Regions from separate parts of the Mus musculus genome. Here region 1 is linked to region 2. The links are chromatin contacts, called in public Hi-C maps. All regions are on one chromosome and are shown on one strand. Each heading gives the region's core, a stretch centred on a gene start, on an enhancer-like site or on the middle of the called end of the contact. The rest is flanking DNA. Distances are from core to core; before and after follow the strand shown.

Region 1 (7,234 bases), core at 4,205-6,704, 4.3 Mb after region 2:
TAATTTTGTTTTTGTTTTTTGAGACAGGGTCTCTCTTTGCAGTCTTGGCTGGCCTGGAAACCACTATGTAGGTCAGGCTGGTCTCTGACTCAAGAGATCTATCCGCCTCTGCCTGAGTGCTGGGACCAAAGACATGACACACCATGCTCAGCAAATACAATTCTTATAAGATGAAAGGAAAGGATGGGGGGAGGGAGAAAGGGAAAGGGAGAGGGAGAGAGAAAGGAGGAAGAAAGAACAAAAGATTCTCCAATAGAAAATCTTAAGTTACAAGCTATTAGACAAAGTTGGAATCTATAAAATTTAAAATGCAATTCCCCACCGAGGACTAGAACGGCTAGTCACGCTAACACAGCTGCCACTGTTATGCTTGGCCCTAAATTTAGTTAACAAGGAAGGCTTACTGATTTGCTGAACTGAATGCATCTACCCTTAACAGACTGTTTTAAAGCTAAAGTTAGTAATTCTAAGAAGATGAGAGTTATTTTGGCTCTCAGAAGCATACTTCACCTTGAGCTGCTGGGCACTGTGTTCCTTCTGGTCCCCTGGTAAGCATCCTCCATCTGCTTCTCTAGTTCTCTGATTTTCCACATGTCAGACTCCTCCTGAATCTAGACGTTTAAAAAAAGAAACAAAACCCAACCACTAAAACAGCTCTTTGCATTACAGAACACAAACTAACTGAAAGTACAATCTGCCCTAACTATTAGGGTACAGACTAGGATATGATCTGGAAAGTAACTTCTAGTTTCTCTACAGAGTTTAAAATCTGTCTGGACAGTGGTGGCGCACACCTTTAATCCCAGCACTTGGGAGGCAGAGGCAGGCAGATTTCTGAGTTCGAGGCCAGCCTGGTCTACACAGAGAAACCCTGTCTCAATGGAAAAAGAAAAAACAACAGACTAACCAGTCCAATGCAGTAAATCTACAATTCTGCAGTAACGGGTTTTGAGCCCTGCAGAGACACACTGATCGCCTTATTAGTTTTACAGTCCTACTGCAACCAGAAAATAACCCTACATTGTTCTGAGCTACACTAAGATCTTAATCACAACAGTAAGTGATCTTACAGGAAAGCAAAGCAGGCACCATTAGAATAGTTTACAAAGAAACTGCAAAACCTCAGAGACCTTACCAATATTCTTAAAACAATTAGACAGGTTTTCTTTTTGCTTTGGGTTTTGTTGTTGTTGTCCTGTTTTTTTGTTTTGTTTGGCAACTGGGTTTCTTTACAACCCCTGGCCTAGAACTCAGAGATCTGACTGCCTCTGCCTCCTGCCGGGATCAAAGGTGTGCATCTCCACCTCCAGGCTAGAAACAGGTTTGCTTAGGTTTTTCTTCTCAGTGCAGTACACACTCTACCGCTGGCCTGGTACCCCTTCCAAATCCCTGCCTGTTGGTTTTTGTTTAGTTTTTATTGTGTTTTGGTGGTGGTAGAATTTTTATTTTGTGGTGTTATTGTTTTGAGACTAAAATCTAAATTACTTAGGCAGGCCTTCAACTTGTGGTCCTCCAGCCTGGCCTCACCCTCCTGGATGGCTGAGATTAGATGCCTATGCCATAGCTCAGTAGGACAAGTCTGTAAATTCCCTAGGCATAATCTCTTTTTATATTAAGAAAAGACAGATAAGTAGATGATAGATAGGTATGCATTTTTATTTACTTATTTTGTGTGTGTATGACAGTGAGAGAGCAAGCAAGAGAGGGAAAGAAAGGGAGGGAGATGGAGAAACATTCATGCCATGGCACACATGTGGTGGGTCAGAAGCAGCTTTCATGTTAGTTCTTGATTTCTACCTTACTGAGTTTCCTGTTATTATACTACATACTCCAGACTAGCTGGCCCTTGAGCTTCTGGCCAGCTCCTCTGTGTCTACCCCAACCATGCTGTACGAGTACTGAGATTACATACTTGCATCATTGCACCTGGCTTCTCACTCGGTTCTGGAGATCAAACTTGGGTTACCAGGCTTGCAGTAGCAAATGTTTTTACCTGTGCTATCTTCCCACTTACTCTGTTTTGTTTTTAACTTTTGTCTTATCTTATTTTGTCTGTGTACCATGTGCATGCAGTGCCCACAGAGGCCAGAAGAGAGTCAACAATTCCCTGGAAACAGAATTACAGATGGTTGTGAGCTCCATGCAGGAGCTGAGAACCAAACTCCAGACCCTGTGGAAAAGCAGCCACCTCTCCAGCTTTTTGTTTTCTGCATTTTTGCAACACACAACAGGCTAGCTGTGTACTTAAGCAAACCACCTGACTATCTCCTCAGTGCTGAGATTACAGCTATGTACATCATACCTGGCTCACATTAAAATTCTTGTCACAAACAGAAACAAAGCAACATAGCTACCAGAAAATATCCTAGAAAGCAGATGACAACTGCCAAAAGCAAAAGCACATTTTATTTCTAAGTCCTCGTACACACTTGATTAAACCTACGCTAGAACTACTTTGTTTTTAGCTGTCACTCTCAAATCCAAGGACCCTATGCAACTGCAAGTAGAATTAACATAACTGTCTATGTAAGTAGCCAGAGTAACCATTACACTTCCATCCTCTAGTTACTCAGGTAACAGCTGGGCACAGGTCTGTAATCAGTCACTGCGGAAGTGATAAGTTCAAGGCCAGCTAGACAGTAAGCTTAGTGATTCTCAGTGATTCACAGGTTCAATCCCAGTACTTAACACCTAAGTACTATGATGCTGACAGTGATAAGAACAACCAAGCCAGGAGTAGTGTGCTGAAGAAAACGGGACAAAGGATTCCTGATCTTTTTATGTCCCCGTGTTTGTCCTTTGTCATTGTTGTCCCTTCATTACTTCCTTTCCAGTCACAGAAGGCGGTTCTGCTGGACTCCACTCTCATCACAGCATTGCCTCACAAAGTCTCCTAGATTCTGTCTCTAAGCTCCTCGAAACCACTCATCCCATCATCCTCCCCAGTGCCCCTCTCCGTCATCTATCTTCTACCACACTGACAAATCATCGGTCTAAACTGACATATGTGGCAGTCACACCACCTCACCTCCTCAAGGGTAAAACACCACTTACAGGTATGAAACATGTAAGACACCACTCCTAGCTGATGTCTTCTTTATTGCTCAGAAGAGAAAGTTTATCTCCTAAGTGTCAAGAAAACAACTCTAATTTGCCACTTGCGTCTTATCTTCTATCACTGTTCCTATCTCTGACTTCCTAGAAGCAAAATGCCTTGCCCCAAGTGATGACTGATAGAGGGCAGGATGGAATGAGGCTTTGCATACAGGAGACATCATCACTCAAGTACATCACGAGCCCTTGCTCTGTTGCTCTGTATTTGTACAGAGGATTCTCAGTCAAAAGCAAGCAATGCACCTGGTAAACATTTATCCATCAACATCAAGTACCAATTCAAATATCAAAGACCATTCACTCTGTGAAATCATTCTAATTTTCCCAAGGCAGATTTCTTTATTCCTTCCTTGGTACACTAAAGCATTTTGTAAGTATCTTCATGTTACAGTACTTTCAAACTATGGTTGTTTCTTATGCACCTTTGTTAACTCCCTACATAATTCATGGTTTACTGTGTGCCCTCAGGAAATGCTGGCAGTCACTAGGCGGTACTGCCTACCTTATTGTGAGCATCTGTGTGCCGGATGACATTCCTCAAGAGGACTTTCCCCAACGGAACCCGGGACATTCTTTAATCTGAAATGAACCAATAATATGCAATAAATTTATTTTTAGTAAATTATAAAGAAACAAAGAAGTGAAGAAAGAAAAAAAAATCACTGAACTTAGAAAATCGAAGGGAAAATTTTCCTTTCACCATTATGATACCCAACTATGGTGCATGTAAGGATGAAGGGATGATGTACATTAGTCTTTAAAATTGCACAAAGCTGCTCAAAATTTGTTTTCCATGAGCACCATGTTATTCAGTCTTCACGATTCTCTGTCAAGTAGTCAAGATCCATGACGGATCAGTTCCAGGACCCTAAAGGTACTAAATCCAAGTATGGCCTGGTAAAGCATTTGCCTAGCCTAAGAGCTACCCTGGATAAAGTCCCTCGGTGACATCCATGCACACACAAAGCAATCCTAGGGCGCTCATTCCTCTTTTAGACTAGTATAATATTTGTATAGAAACTATGCTCCTGTGTATTTTAAAATAGGACTGTTTTTTTAGTCAGGTTCTTAAGTGGCCTCGGCCAGCCCTTAACTCATCTTCTTACTGCCACCACCTGCCAACAGACATGCTCTTCCAGTTAGGATGAGTGAGGGTATTTAGATTAATTATAATACTTAAAACTATGCAAATGTTATGTAAATGTTACGATGGAGATTAAAATAATGACCAAAGTGGGAAAGGTCTGTACGTGATCGATACAGATACAATATGATTCCCCAGACATTTTCGGTTGGCCTTTTAACCTATGGGGATCCCCGAGTTTGGACTCTACCCCAACTCCTCAAAATCAAATTCCTTAAAGCCGTAACCTGCCCCCAGGCTGCATGGACTCAGGCAACGGGTGTGTTAGTGTCCCGGCTAGAAATCAAATCTCAAAACTCCCCAAAATTCGCTTGCAAAGATATAAACACGAAGATTTGAAGGCATCAAACACCACGTATGTCAACAGTAAAAAAATAAACTGAATTGTAAAAAAGTTTTTAGATGACCTAAATATCTCTACTCAGGACATTTTGTTTCCTACACTGTACGGAACTTTCCAAAACCCAGAAGACAACGATATTCACATGTGTAGCTAGCAGGGGCTTGGTGCCACTGTCCCGATGCTCACTCACCCCTCGATCCTGAGGAAATCAGGCATCCTGTTAGTGTGAGACGAAGAACCACTCCATTACAAGATCTCCTCCGACCCAGGAAGCCAAGGAGTCAGGGCTGAAAGGCAGCTCTGCAGCTTCACCCGAGTCCTTCGTGAAAACGCAGCCTTCCCACCGGTTACTGTGCCCTCCTCACCCGAGGCCCAGGCTACGGCTGCCTTCCCCCAGCCGAGCCCGCCCGGCGGCTCGCTCTCGGGGACCCAGGCCAGAGGAGGCGCAGGCGCGGAAAGCGGCCTGCGGGCGGGCGGACCGGGGCATTCCCCGCTCTCGCTGGGCTGGGCCGGCGCCCGGCGGCTCGCTTTCACTCCCGGGACAGAATGGGGACACAGGGCTTGGGCACGGCCTTCCGTTGGGCCCCAGGAAGTATCTAGAGTGCCTCGGGGGGAGCTTGAGGTTTCCAAGGGGACGTGGGGGAAAGCGCCCCCATGTCTGTCAGCGGGCTCCCTGCCCCGCCGCAGCCCCGGCGCTCTCGGCGGCCTTCCCTCGCAACGCCCTCCCGACACAAACACACACACACACACACACCCATACCGTGCGCCGCAGCCTCGCGTGGCGGGGTGGGAGAAAAGGTGGCGGCTTCCTTCCGGGCCGGAAGTCGTGCTCCGGAGAAACGCTTCCCTCCCACCGGAGACTCCCACAGAGCGGGCTCGCCGGTCGCCGTGGAAGCTGACGGGTGCAGGAAGGAAGGCGGCGCTCTCCCGAGAGACAAGCGGGACGGCCTGCGGAGGAGCCAGTCCGGACCCGGAGAAGAGAACCGGAACTGGATATAGAGACACAGCTCTACTTTGCGCTCTCCGGACCCAGTTAGATGGTGTACCGGGACTGGTTACCATGGTAACCGGAGTCGCAGTTTGTCGGCAAACTGAGAGAAGACGTGCGCGTTTCCCCCACGTTTGGATTAAGTGTGTATTCGTTGTTGATTTAATCTAACTTTAATATATAATTTGAAGACTCTAAACCTCTTTTTAAAAATATTGGGAACTTTCTCTTTTGCAGAAGGAGGGTGATTGAAGGAGGGCGGAATCTTTGACTATTGCTCTCACATAATGTTCCAGCTTTAAATATTAGTGTTCTTAATCCTTATCTTTTTTTTAAAGATTCATTTATTTATTATATACAGTGTTCTGCATATATAGCTCTATGTCAGAAGAGGCGCCAGATCTCATTATAGAATTGTGAGCTACCATGTGGTTGCTGGGATTTGAACTCAGGACCTCTAAAAGAGCAGTCAGTGCTCCTAACCGCTGAGCCATCTCTCCAGCCCCCTCATCTTTATTTTGAGTATATACACTGCTTGCTCAAGGCAACATAGATGTCTGAAGTTTGCAAGAACGTAAGCATACTGGCTCCAGTGCGCCTACTTTTAACTACTATACTGTCTGTCTATGTATCTGTCTCCCCCGACCCCAGTCTCTCTACCCGTCTTTCTTTCACGCACACACACACACCCCTACCTCACAATTCCAGGTCTGGAAGGCACCAAGTCAGCCAATATCCAACTATTGGAACAAAAGTCCTTTCTGTTCCCTCTGTATTTATGAAGACCAGACGGAAGTACAGGTACAACGTAGGAATTTAGGAAGTGGTTCTACTCACAGACTGTAGGAAAGCCAAGATAAAGCAGTATGGGTGTGCAATCTTTTAGTTAAGACCCGCAGCACACTTGCAAAAGCCTTCCTCCTTCCCTGAAAGAAGAAACAGGGCAGTAAATACCTTACATGCCTTTTCTCAAGTCCTGTCTCTCTGCAGGTTCCAAAGGCCTGTCTCATCACCATCATGACGGTGTCCTCAAAGGGTCTTCTTACCCACATTTCCCAGTTCTGGAATATGCTCGATGATTTGGCTGAAAATGACCCCGAGCGCTACCGGAACTTCATTCAGCAGGAGTTGAAAGATGGCAAACAGCTCTGTGTCAACCCAGAACCTCAACTCTGCATACAGACCAAGATCCTAGTATGTAGAACTGATGCAAGGAAGGAGAGGTCTTCAGTAAAACTACTCTGGGTTAGCCAGGGGATACAGTAGCCTTTTCTAGCGCTACTTTAACACAAGAGAAGTTTACTAAAACTCTCTGAACAGAAAATGAAACCACATGGAAGATTTCACTGAAGGAGTAAAAATAAGAAATTCATACTTGGTATTTTAGAAATCCCCTAATGCAACTTTATTGTCCTGATAGGTGGAAAATAGTGCTATAATTAATTAAGGTTTTTTAAATGTATTTTATATGTGTGTGGGTTCAAGAGAGTGCATGTGCAAGGACAGAGGATGACTGGGGAGCAGGCTCTCGCCTTCGATGAGGTGAGGAAAGAATTCAGGCCATCAGCCTGGAGCCAGGTGCTCTGATCCACTGAGCCATCAAACTGGCCCAGAGGCAGTGAATGTATGTTTGTTGAGACAAGTC
Region 2 (6,960 bases), core at 3,940-6,439:
CTGTAACTCCCCTGGGCTTGAGTGACCCTGAGGAAGCTTTTTCCATGACTGGGACTACAGACTCAGAAGGTGGCCCCAGTCTTCCTGAGCAATGACGTGGCTGCTTTTTAGTTTCTATTGGCTATATGGGCTCTTCTCTGACCCTAATGACAAGGTACAATAGCTTGTAGGTGTGACTCAGTTTCAGGTTGTTATGTTAACTTCGTGTTGGTTCAGATGGGGGAGTGAGGCCCTGGCTTTTAGCCAGGTATTAAGAGTAAACTAACATTCTAACTTTGTCTTCAAACTGTCACTGGTTTATTAATTTGGTTGGCTTTCTTTGTTCCTAGTTTTAAATCAGTTTGTCTCTCTGTATGTCTGTCCATCTGTCTAGTGCTATGGATTGAACCTGGGACCTCTGTTAATACTAGACAAGGGCTCTTGGATGAAGCTATGCTGCCATCCTGTGATTTAATTGTAAATTTGACCTGTTGTCTTATAGTCTGAGACCTGTAGTGTGGAAATCCCAGAGCTTGAGTTTGAACTGGGAATGGCTGTACTTGGGGGCAAGTTCACCACTCTAGAAGGACTGCTGAAAGACATCCGAGAACTGGTGAGTGCAGAGTGTGCTGCATCGCTTCTGTTAGCAGTTTGGCAGTGGGAAGGGGTAACATTGTTTGTCCGGGTATGATGGCACTTGAGAAGCTGGGGCAAGAAGACAGGATTTGAGGACAGCCTGAGACCCTATCCCAAATGCCTCCTACCAAAACCAAATTCTGTTTTGTCACTTATAACTGGGGATTTCTTTGCCTTAAAGCTGGTTTAAGCCGGGCGTGGTGGCGCACGAGTATAATCCCAGCACTAGGGAGGCAGAGGCAGGTGGATTTCTGAGTTCAAGGCCAGCCTGGTCTACAAAGTAAGTTCCAGGACAGCCAGGGCTACACAGAGAAACCCTGTCTTGAAAAACAAAAAAAAAAAAAAAAAAAAAAGCTCATTCAAGAGATTTGAGTATTAATTATGAAGAGAAGGAAGAGAAATTAGTTATAGGATTTTGTTTGTTTGTTTGGTTTGGTTTGGTTTTTCGAGACAGGGTTTCTCTGTGTAGCCCTGACTGTCCTGGAACTCACTCTGTAGACCAAGCTGGCCTTGAACTCAGAAATCCACCTGCCTCTGCCTCCCAAGTGCTGAGATTAAAGGTGTGCGCCACCACTGTCCAGCAGTTATAGGAATTTTTAATGGAAATTCTCAAGGCTAGCAGTGGGCCAGTGTAGTTATTTTGTGATCTTAAGTCATTTACCTCATTACAAAATAGAAGGGGGTCTTTTTGACATCTGTAGTGAATATGTGGAGACTTTTCTTGTCGGTATTTCCTAAACAGTAGTGCAAAATTATATTAGATCTTATAAATGTGTTTATTTTATTTATTTGAGAGATGGCTTTGCGATATAATTGAGGCTAGCCTTGAGGTCACTCCACACACACACACACACACACACACACACACACACCTGCCACCTCTCGGCCTCAGCCTTCCATGTGCTGGCACTGCAGGCCAAGTAACTGCCTGGCTTTTCTTTGTGAATTGTACATTGCATTTCTTTTCCATATTGGGATTAGATACTGTAAGAACGCTACTGGATTCCAGTCCCTACTGCCAGTTTCCTTCTTGGCAAAGCAGTCTCATAGACATCTTCTCCTGTCCTGTTCTCGGGCCACCTTCCTCCCCTCCCCTAAGTGAGCAAGGCGTTGTGGGATATGGAGAGCAGGCTTCTCCCACTGGGAGTCCACTGCTCCCCACCCCTGGTTTGTGGTTCAGCGTAATGACCCATACAGTCTGTGTTGTAGTAATCCAGCTGTTGTGCTACAGGTAACCAAGAACCCATTCACACTGGGCGACAGCTCTAATCCTGACCAGTCAGAGAAACTGCAGGAGTTTAGCCAGAAGTTGGGCCAGGTAAGAGGACCCAGGCCATTTCTGCAATCCTAATTTCCCTTTCTTTAAACTTTTGGGAACTGCACTTTGTAAACTGGATTGGCTCTTGTCTCGCAGCCATAGCCTCTTCCTTCCAGGATCTTTGTAAGAGTTACCTGCTAAGTCCTCCTCTCTCCTGTAGATCATCGAGGGCAAGATGAAGGCCCACTTTATCATGAATGATCCAGCAGGAAACAGTTATCTGCAGGTAAGTTAGGCCTTCCTGGTGGTTCTATGGAGACATATTTTCGGAACTTTATAGAATTTGCATGATAGCCCTTAACAAGGAAAGCCTTGTTAAGTCTTCAATTGGGGCCTTGGGCAGGACTTGGAAGGTAAGGAAGAAAGGGGAAGGTGGTGATAGTGGGACTCCCAAGTGTGTGTAACAAAGACCTAGTGCAGGGCTGCAATCTTAGGTCCTCAGAAGGCCATGAAAATGGAAAGTTTAAGACCAGCCTGTGCGATTTTCAAGACTGTCTTAAGATACAATAATGTGAAGAAAAAGCCAAGAGTAACTGTTTACCTGGCTAGCGTGCTCAGGGCCCTAGGTACAGAGTGAATATATAAGAAAGTAGGACCTCCTCTTCCTGGGTCTGCTTGTCTTGTTCTTATTCTCACCCTCAGCATTGGAGCTTCCATTCTGCATCTGACTGTGAAGTAAGGAGCAATAGGAACCTGGCCAGAGGTCAGGACAGGAAAGCCGAGAGGTGTTGGCTGAACGGGCAAGCAAACATCTGGCAATTGATCCATATCAAACTGCAGCAAAATTGTGTTGAACCTGGGGCCTCCTCCTTACTTTAGTATTAATGAGCACTGATGGGCCTGGCAAAACTGGCCTAGTTTTTCACATAATTAAGATCATTGTGGTCCCCCTCCCTCAAAACCTTTTTTTTTTTTTTTGAGACAAGTCTTTGTTATGTAGCCTGGCTGGCTTTAAATTTGTAATCTTTCTGCCTCAGTCTCCAGAGTGCTGAGATTATAAGCAATCACCAACTTTGGCTACATTTTTTATAGGAAGGCCCATATATAAAAGTACTTAGAACTGGGGGTTAAACACTTGTATGCATGTACAGGGGCTTGGGTTTGATACTAGCATACACACACACACACACACACACACACACACACTTTTGCAGAATGTAGCCGTGGGCTCTAGAGACCCTGCAAATCCTGTGCATTTCTTCGGAGGTTGAGAGTCAGCCGTGGGAGGGGATGGCGGGCTGCACAGGCGCTGACCGTCGTCTGTCTGCTCTTGGCCCTGCAGAATGTGTATGCACCTGAAGACGATCCAGAGATGAAGGTCGAGCGGTACAAACGCACCTTTGACCAAAATGAGGAGCTCGGGCTCAATGACATGAAGACAGAGGGCTATGAGGCGGGCCTGGCCCCACAGCGGTAGCAGTGGCCAGCTCACTGGCCAGCTACAGTGCCACTCACACTGCAGGGTTATCTGTTACTGTGGGGAACTGACGAGGAGTGCTCAAGCCCTCGTCCATGGTGAAGAGGTTACCACTTGAGTTAGAAATGTAAGCACCCAAGATTAGCAGCTGACGGACGAGGCAGCTGCAGCCCTACTGTGCTCCTTGACCTTCTTTTGGAGGTTTTAAAGTCGGCGTGAGAAGAATCCCAGAAACACCAGGCGGTCTGCCATCACCGTTTGCCTGTCAGCTCTCTGACCTCCAGTGCTGGACCTTTGAAGTCTGGGGAAGTGAAATACAAGTTTCTGCTGGCTCTGGGCATGTGAAGTACTGACTCAGCAGGGAAGGATGTCGGAGGGGCCGAGCAGGCACAGGTGAAGACGCCACATTAAAGTGATGGCCTTTAAACGACACCCGCCTCTGCGTTCATGTCCTTACTGATTACCATGTGCTAGACTAAGCTGGGTCACACTGAGTCACACTCAGCTCCGAGGAGACTGAGGACAGCTTGGGCCATGCAGTGAGAGTCCGTCTTCATGAAAAGAAATGAGGAAGGAAAAACCAGTTTAGTTTCCTAAGCAAATCTTTCTTGAGGTGGCTGCTGTAGAGGCAGCATTTGATTCACTCCAATAGGCCATCCTGTCTGCTCTGAGCCAGGTACACCTGTGTGGAGTCTAGCTGTTCTCATGCAGCTTAAAGCAGTCTGGAAAAGCAGGGTGGCACACACCTTTAATCCCAGCAGAGGCAGGTGGTTCTATGAGTTTGAAGCCGATTTGGTCTACAGAGGAAGTTCCAGGACAGCCTGGGCTACACAGAAAAACCCTGATTCAAGACAAAACGAATTCAAACTGGATAACCAGCACCATCCTTGTTTGGCCTCTGCTAGCAAAAATTAGAGCCAGGCAGTATGAAGATGTGTGGGTTCCTGTACTTACCCGAAAGTTCTTATTATCTATAAAGGAGGCTAATAAAACTGAAGGGTAGGTCATGGTGTCCAGCCACTTGAGAGGCTGAGGAGGAAGGCTAACAAATTCAGGGGCAGCTTAGGCAATTTAGATCTTCAACATTCAAAAGAGTGGGGATGTAGTTCTATAGAACTCCTGCATACCATGTGCAAAAGGCCTTGGGTTTAATCCTCGGTGCTGGATGAAAGAAAAAAAAATTGTGAGGGTTAAGTGAGAAGTCATAAAACACTTAACCCTTTATAGAAGAAACTCCAGAATCTTCCTGGTTTCTTTGCCACACTGACCACGAATCCATTTCACTGGGAAGAGTTTATATCATTTTTTAGAAAGACATATCAAAGGTGAGAAGGTCAGTACAGGTTTGATAAAAACCTATCAAACTTTTATAGTCACAAGTTTGACTTCCCCTAAATGGTACCCGGAAGCCTCTTCCAGCAGACTTCCCACCAAAAGGTATTTATAGCAATAAAAGTGATTGAAATTGAAACGTTTGGTACAGCGTCCATTATTAAAACGCTGCTCAAGAATGTGCCCCTAGTGGTACAGCTATGGTAAGTCCCACCATTCATACAGGTGTTCTTCCTTACTCTGGCGCTGATGCTGCCAGGGTAGGATCATGTTACATCGGCCTGTGGCTTCTCAGCTGAGACAGCGTGGGCTGCAGGCTGTTGCACCGATTCGTCGTCTCAGGAAAAGCACAGCCAGCCCGAGATGCACGCACTCTCCCCTGGAGCCTCTTAAGGCTCAAGTCTTTAAGTCCAGCAGTTCAAAAAGTCCCCGTCCTAAAGCTTCCGCTTCTGGCTCCACCCCTACCGTTTCGCGTTGAAGAATTTTGTCCCCCACGCCGAGCTGTTGCCCCGCCCTCGCCGCTGCCATGGCGGCAGCTCCGCCACTCACCAAAGCTGAGTATCTGAAGCGTTACTTGTCTGGGACAGATGCTGGCTTGGAAGGAGGTCCCGAGGCCGGTCGCAAGCGGCGCAAAAAACGGCCGAAGCCTGGAGGCGCTGGCGGCAAGGGGTGAGTGGACTGGTGAGGTGTCGCGCTGCCCGGTGGCGCCCTCGGCCGCAGCTCTTCCTCGTCCTGGCCCGCGCGGTGCTGCCGACCCCGGCCCGAGCTCAGGCCCCGCTCCACTGCCCCGGGGCGGGATTGTAGCTGCCACTGGCAGCTCAGACCTCATCCTCTGAGCAGCGCCTTCCTTGTGTTAAAGGCAGCTAGAACTTAACTCACTTTCTCCCCGCGTTTGTAGCTTACGTCGTTCCATGTACAGATTGAAAGTCGTGTCCAAGAATAGCAAAGCTGATTCAAACCTTTTTCTTTCTCACTTTATTTCTCTCTTTCTCCCTTCCCTTCTCTTTCTTTCCTTCTTCTTTTTCTCTTCCCTCTTCTTTCTTTCTTTCTTTCTTTCTTTCTTTCTTTCTAGATCCAAAAATCTCTTTCTGAGGGTTCCAAAGTGCCAGGAACTGATCTGGAATCAAAGACCCATATCCTATTACTCACATCTACTACTAACAGTAACAACTAAAATGGGAACAGTTCACATCCTGTGCCTGGCCTCTTTCTAAAATAGTTGACCATATAGCTTTCAGAACATTGTAATGGAGCAGACATTTATATTAAACACTATACTTCCAGATTGCAAAGAGATGTGCTGAGACAGAGTTCAGATGAAATGTCCATTAGTAACTTGGCCACTGGAATCTGGAAAGGTTGGGTTAGGATATCCAACATCAACCTACAGAACAAAAGGAAATGTCTGTATTTGTAGGCTTTAGAGCAGCAGCCCTAAGTTTAGCAGCTTACTGAAGGTGCTATTTTGGATAGAAAGTTGAAACTCTGGGGGCTAATTCCATTCTCACACTCCACCCCCAGGTCTACTAAATGCTTATCAGCTTAAAGAGAGTACTAGATAGGATACAAAGTGTGGCTCACCCTCTCTGTGGGGCAGTATCATGGTCTAACAGTATTATTACCGTATGGTCCATTGAACTGGGTCGAATTAGTCCCTCATTTCCACACTTCTCTTCATTAGAGCTTGAGCATGACCTCATTTATAGATGGAATCTTTGTGGTGTTACCAGTTAAGATGAGCCTATATTCAGTTAAGGTGGTGTTGAATTCAGTGTGGCTGATGTCCCTGGAAGAAGGGGCAATGGCATGCAGGGGGAAAGTTTAAGCTTTGGAGCAATACTGATTAGAATTAGAATCCTAGCTGTGCTACTTATAGCCTGAGTGGTCCAGGGCAAGAGATGTTCATCTCAGCCGGGCGTGGTGGCACACGCCTTTAATCCCAGCACTCGGGAGGCAGAGGCAGGCGGATTTCTGAGTTTGAGGCCAGCCTGGTCTACAAAGTGAGTTCCAGGACAGCCAGGGCTACACAGAGAAACCCTGTCTCAAAAAACCAAAAAAAAAAAAAAAAAAAAGAGAGAGATGTTCATCTCTCTGAGCCTGAAGTCCCAGCCCCTTACTACTTGTCTGAAATGGTTGTTGTGATTAAAGCTGTGTCATGTGTTCCTGGCATTTCAAATAACCTCCTCCTTGCAGCACAGTTCATCTGTGTGGCACACATTTATTTATTGGCTTGCCACCACCTTACAGTAATTGGGGCACTGGTTCCTGAAGCTCAAAA

What was found. A called contact is a pair of places that touch in the nucleus more often than the background predicts.
Region 1: a Hi-C map of B cells shows a contact between it and region 2, with 6 read pairs. The contact joins the promoter of Pih1d2 here to the promoter of Bud13 in region 2. A contact is called at or near these places in 2 of 39 promoter capture datasets (erythroid cells and pre-B cells) and 2 of 484 Hi-C or Micro-C datasets (B cells and CD8 T cells).

The regions. Positions count from the first base shown.
Region 1 is chr9:50,611,867-50,619,100 of GRCm38.p6, forward strand. It overlaps Pih1d2 (PIH1 domain containing 2), which reads left to right and starts at 5,455. Exons shown (of 6, transcript NM_028300.2): 1 at 5,455-5,732; 2 at 6,580-6,783. The coding sequence starts at 6,607. It overlaps Nkapd1 (NKAP domain containing 1), which reads right to left and starts at 5,598. Exons shown (of 6, transcript NM_212449.2): 1 at 5,362-5,598; 2 at 3,617-3,693; 3 at 511-611. The coding sequence starts at 3,685.
Region 2 is chr9:46,277,823-46,284,782 of GRCm38.p6, forward strand. It overlaps Bud13 (BUD13 homolog), which reads left to right and starts at 5,190. Exons shown (of 10, transcript NM_146000.2): 1 at 5,190-5,351. The coding sequence starts at 5,209. Zpr1 (ZPR1 zinc finger) reads left to right here. Exons shown (of 14, transcript NM_011752.2): 11 at 482-592; 12 at 1,847-1,933; 13 at 2,094-2,159; 14 at 3,216-4,821. The coding sequence ends at 3,350.